Regions from separate parts of the Mus musculus genome. Here region 1 is linked to region 2. A link is a contact called in public promoter capture Hi-C data. All regions are on one chromosome and are shown on one strand. The core of a region is the stretch at or near the end of the contact, and the rest is flanking DNA. Distances in the headings are between cores, read along the strand shown. Region 1 holds the start of Lrrc6 (leucine rich repeat containing 6 (testis)). Region 2 holds the start of Hhla1 (HERV-H LTR-associating 1).

What was found. Promoter capture Hi-C pulls out the DNA fragments that hold promoters and counts their contacts.
Region 1: a promoter capture Hi-C map of embryonic stem cells shows a contact between it and region 2, with 2.5 times the contacts expected there. The contact joins the promoter of Lrrc6 here to the promoter of Hhla1 in region 2. A contact is called at or near these places in 3 of 39 promoter capture datasets (embryonic stem cells, hippocampal neurons and stem cell-derived epiblast-like cells).

The regions. Positions count from the first base shown.
Region 1 is chr15:66,499,601-66,502,438 of GRCm38.p6, forward strand. Lrrc6 (leucine rich repeat containing 6 (testis)) reads right to left here and starts at 1,310. Exons shown (of 12, transcript NM_019457.2): 1 at 1,175-1,310. The coding sequence starts at 1,184. Gm31006 (a long non-coding RNA gene) reads left to right here and starts at 1,265. Exons shown (of 5, transcript XR_384154.3): 1 at 1,265-1,365; 2 at 2,001-2,040; 3 at 2,811-2,838.
Region 2 is chr15:65,975,458-65,978,342 of GRCm38.p6, forward strand. Hhla1 (HERV-H LTR-associating 1) reads right to left here and starts at 1,347. Exons shown (of 17, transcript NM_001145096.1): 1 at 1,292-1,347.

The DNA of each region.
Region 1 (2,838 bases), core at 60-2,559, 520 kb after region 2:
AACTGTGCCCCAGCCCCAATCACAGTCTCTTGACTAAAAAATATTAATTATGGAGGATGAGATGACTCAGCTGGTAAAGAATGAAGGCATGAGTCTAGATTACTAGCATCCATGGAGGAGGGTATGTCTGTAATCCTAGCACTAGAGAGGCAGAGACAGTCAGGCCCCTCTAACTCATTGATCAGCCAGTTTAGTGAATTTACTGAATAGAAGCTCTATTTTAAATGAGAGATCCTGATTTAAAGAAAATACAGTGGGAAGCAATTGAGATGTTAGATGCCAAACTCCAGATTCCATATGCACACAAATGTGAATCTGCACACATGTATGCATGCACACACACACACACACACACTTATACACATATGGTGATACTTTGACAATGATAACTGTATGCAAATGCCATTTGTTAGCATCAAAAATTCCTTGATAATAGAAATGATTCAACCTAATCTAAAAACACTTACTCCTCACATCGCTTTGAGGACAGTTATAATAGCTTTAGATAAACACTTTTACCTATTTACTAAGACTGTAGAATAAAACCTTGCTGTGGAAATGAGGACGCTGAGGTTCAAAGATGGGGTTCCAGAGCAAAGTTATAGAACTCTTAGGATGGCCATAGAGAAGGGTGTGTACCAAACCATGACTCTGAAAATTGGTGCCCTCTTCCATTAGACTGCACTATCTTATTCAGCGAGATGGTGGCACACAGAATGTGTCACACAGGACTTCACAGCCTAACCAATCATGTGTTAAGGCTGAGCCATCCCGTCTTCCCGAAGTCCCTTTCTCCCTAGAGCCCACTTCATAGACTGGGTAGCTGCTGGCCAGTGACAAGTAGAGAACATGGCAGGCACTTGAGAGGACATAAGGAATCTGAGGGGACCTCAAGAGACCTGATAAGACTTAAGGGACTTGAAGGGACCCAAGAACTCCTGAAAGGATTTAGGAGGACCTATAGGATAATGAAATATCGTGGTGGGACTTCAGGGGGTCTTACGCAGACCCAGAAGGACCTAAGGGATCTTGAGGGAATCTGAGGAGTACTGGGCAGAAGACAGAGAGCCTGGTGCAGCTGAGGCACCTGGGGGCTGGCCCTGCGGTGGGAGGAGGGGAACTGGCTGGCCGTGGGGAGCGGGTGCTGAGCCCACCGAGGGTGAGGGTCGCTTACTTCGGCCCATGGTGCTTTTCTGGATCTCTGGTCAGGGAAACAGGGAGACCGGCAGGCAGGATTTCCCTCAGCCCTAGCAGCTGCGCCTCTCAGAGTGTGGGACGCAATCCGGGAGTCATGGCAACAGGGATTCTATGGCAGCCGCAGGAGGTCAGGTGGCGCTGGGTTTCCTGACTTCCGGAAGAGAAGCAGTAAGAATAGCAGTGGCAAGCTCCACTGTCCCTGACCTAATCCTGTTCCCTGTCCCCACCTGTGGCTTTCTTTGGAGCAGTCCTGCCCAGATCAAAGAGTCACAGGGAGCCTTTACTTCCTAATGGGATCTTTCCCTGGGCGTGTTTTCTGCCTGTTTTCTCCGTACTCTCAATTCTATTTGACTTGTGAAAAGTCACGAAGATTTGATTTGGCTCCCACTCTATTTATTAGAGTTGTGACCTTAAACGTCTTTAGCATTTGTCCCTGAGTCTAAGACAAATAATAAGCTGAACTCAAACAAACAAACAAAAAAAAACTTTGTGGAGCTTAAATAATATGTCTGAACTGAAAGACTGTTTTAATTTTGTTTTTCTTTTTAAATTATTGTTTAAGAACTTAGGACTTAAAAAAAATATGTTCATTATAGATTAGTTGTTACCATTCAATTACAACCTTTTAAATCATAGCTCTACGTTCACTCACTCCCTACAATTATATATATATATACACATTCATACATATTATACAATTATATTTTTATGACCTGTCCCACTTCGCCTACACACCACCCCTTTAATTCTAAGGCACAGAAGTGTCCTTCTAAGCTCACAATGCATGTCTGGTATTTTCCTAGTCCCATTTCTCAAGTGTCTGAAGACTCTAAGAAAAGTTGGGTAAGATTAATCATTCCTCCTCAAATGTTCAGATAATATTTAATGTGGCACAACTTAGTAAGCGAATGTAGGTATGCCATAGTTGCAAACGTAAATATAACTCTCCATTTGCTTTTTAAAAATGCAATTTGTAAAAGGTTTTTATTTTTTAAATCCTCTAGTCACAGTAAACCAGTACAGTGCATTGCGCTTAATTTGTGCAGTCTGTATGCATTTTAAAAGATTTATTTAAAAAAAAAGATTTACTGAGCATTGCTAAGTGCAAAGAAATTTATGATTTCAAGAGGTGTCTGTTCAGCGTTGGCTGTTGGCCATCATAGGCTGGGTCAGGTGTAGATGAGGGTGTGGATGTGACAGAGACAAGAAACTCAACAGGCATGGCATGGAGGAGGGCAGATGATGGTCATCAGTATGGCCTAGATGGAATTGCACAGAGGAGTTTTGAACAGTAATCCTGAAAGAGTAGATAAGAAATAGTGTGCCTCACTGGCCAAGCCTGAAGTACTGAATCGGAATGATAGAATTTTAGGCACCATGTCCCCTTAGTGGGAGAAGTACTTTGGAATTCCAGGAGGTAACCAATAGCACTCAGAATAAATTTAAGTGACATCTACTATCTCTACAAATATGCCCAGTTCTTCATTTCCTGGGGTTTTTGTTGTTGTTGTTTGGTTTGGTTTTGGGTGTTTTTTATGCAGAACAATGTAGAACAGCTGTCTTTAGACATATGATTCAAACCTATATGCTTATCTCTGCTTGGCACCGGTCAGATGACTCCGTCTCTGAGAGTTACACCTT
Region 2 (2,885 bases), core at 97-2,596:
CAAAATCAAACCCCAAACAAAAACAAAAAACCCAAGTCCAAACCAACCAAACACAACATTTAACAACAGAACTGGAAATTCTTTCCTACCTGCAAAAATCCTCCCCAGAAAGTCATGGAAAGGACCCGATGCTAAACAACAAAATTGATGACTTCCGAGTATTTGAATGGATGGAAGGGTTAGAAGCCCAGAAACTCCCAAGAAGACAGATAAAAAGATGTGACTTGAGACCAGTGGGTCAAGATCCATCTAAGAGTCTTATGATACATCCTTATTTTTATCAACAAACAGCTGTAGTATTTTTGGCATATACAGTAAGATCTTAAAATTTAGAGTCTAGGTAAACATTTTATGGCTTCCAGTTAATACAGAGCACAGATTAATGTATGGTTTGAACTCACAAGCAAGTCTACCTTTCCCATTGCACTGTGAAAGGCTTAAGATAGCCCTTCGATGCAGAAATCTCAGTGGCTTAGAGGGAAAAAATGTTCACAGGTGCCTGAACAGCCAGAGTGAATGTGAGATATTTAATTCTCCATGTATCTTTATGATCACTTGCTCATCTTGTTTCTAGCTTAGAACCAGCTTCCTCTTCTTGAAGAGGAAGTAGAGGCTGGGTTAATAATTGCTCAAGGCCATTACGATGGTGATAACAGCCCGAGATTTTAATCCCAGACAGCCACCACCACAACCTTTAGAGCAACTCAAACAGGTGAGGAGCTGTCTTTTCAAAATATCTATTGAAGAGGAAAAGATGCCACCTTGACATTAGTTGCTATTATTGTCATTCCATAGTCTGAAGAAAATGAAGTCTAGAGAGCATTCATTTCAAGGCAAGAAGACCAGAAAAGCCGGGGGGTTGGGGGGGTTGTCTGTTTACTGTCTGAGTCCGTAACAGAGTTGAGATTTACTTAGCTCAGAAAGTTAAATTTGGCAGCAGCTACATTGCTGTTAGACACATCTCGGGGCATTCTTCACTTATTGGTTCAATTTCTTGGAATGAAGATCATATTTTCTTTATCTCAGAAGTGAGGACAATCAATCTGTCCCCCCACTGGCTCAAGAATGCCTTAAGATCCTAATCAATACCATAGAGGAAATGGGCAGCCACAGATTGTGATCAAAGTATGCACTCTTCACTCAATGTGCTGAAGATCTGGCAGAAAGGACTCTTCTATCTGTCAGCCTGCAGGAGCCAGAACATAGGAATTACAGCATTCCTTAGCTGAACTCACGCTTTTGGGGCGAGGAGTCCAAAGGCAGCTTAAAATATCTATAGTATACAACTCACCGGTCTCCTGAGCAGGATGAATGACTTCAAAGAATTTAGACAGCCAAGAAGATTAGCAGTGAGGTCAGAATGGTAGGATTTATATGAGTTCTTAGTGAAAGATACAGGGCGGGGCAGGGTTGGAGGAGTGGGGAAGGCTTGATAACTTTGCTTTAAATCCTCTGGGGGGAGGGGACGGGGGAAGGGGGGAGGGATAATAATCTTCCCCCAAACTTGGGGCAGTGAAAGAGGATCATCTCCATCAGAGAAAAATGCCTGTGTGATAAGCTGAATAGAATCCGTGAGCTGAATGACAAAGCAGCGATTCAGTCAGGGATGGGAAAACTTTCCGGAGAGTAATTACTCTGTGGAGGGAATAGCACAGCAGGAAGCAGGCGATGAGTCTCCCTTCCTGTCCTGGTCATCTTTGGGCACAACATCATCTGGCACACAGCCAGCCAGAGTCTTGTAAAGAAGTGTGTCCCGGCTGAGGTCAAGGATGGCAGGTACCAAGAGCAGGAGACTCAAGCCAACCAACTGCTCATGTGCACAAGGCTTTGAACGAGGGAAAGATGTCAAGGTTTTAAAAGTCAGGGGAACTAAGCAAAGGAGACTATTCTGTTGACATAAAAACCACATAGACAGATTTTAAGGCTGATAGGTGCTGTGTAGAATAAAAACACTAAATGAAGTAAGGTTGTTTTTCCTAGACCCTGAATTGTCCCAGTAAGCTAGTCAGGGCCCAGGCCCACAGGCCTGCGTGTTTCTGTTTAGGTAGAAGCTCTTTTGCCCTTCCTCTGGAAGAAAAATTAAGTTCCAACTCCTCCATCCTAGTAAACGCAACTCTGGCAAGTAAAATAAGGTAAGGTAGTTGAGGTGCAGGGCAGCAGAAGCGTCTTTAGGATTTAGAATTCTGCTTTTCTCTGGGGTTTCAGCAGGGAGTCATGATGACTGAGGTCAACACCCCAAATGACAGCTGAATCTAACATCTAATGCTTGCTCTTTTACAAACCAACCAACCAACCCAACAAGTAGCAAAAAAGTCATCAGAAGTGTGTTTATTTACAATTTTGGTGAGAACTAGGAAGAGAAAACTTCTCAGGATCTCTCTACTTTTCCTAAACCAAGGGCTGCAGTTTATAGAAAAGACGAGAGAACAGGAGCTAGGAGACATGCATGTGTGGATTCAGCTGTGAGACAAGTTACCAGAATCTTTTTCTCTGGAAGTTCCTATGTGACTTCCAGGACATCAGGGTGTAATCACTTCAGCATGAACGTTTCGGTTTGTGGTGTGTGTGTAGGCCATGTTTAACCCAGTCATCATCTATTACTTTCTGCTTTGTTTTTGAGACACAGTCTTTCACAGAACCTTGCAGGGAGGCCCCAGGACCCTGCTGTCTCTCCCCCAGCTTTAAGATCACAAATATGTATTGCTATGTTAAACTTATTTTTTTTTTTAATGTGGGTTCTAGGGATCTGAAGTCAAAATCCTCCTTCTTCCTCAGTAAGCACTTTACCCACTGAGCCATATCCCTTGCCCATTTATTTAATTCCTTAAGGTTTCTATTGCAGGATTACATTCAAGTGGTTCTAAAACATGGAATTTTAAAGTCTG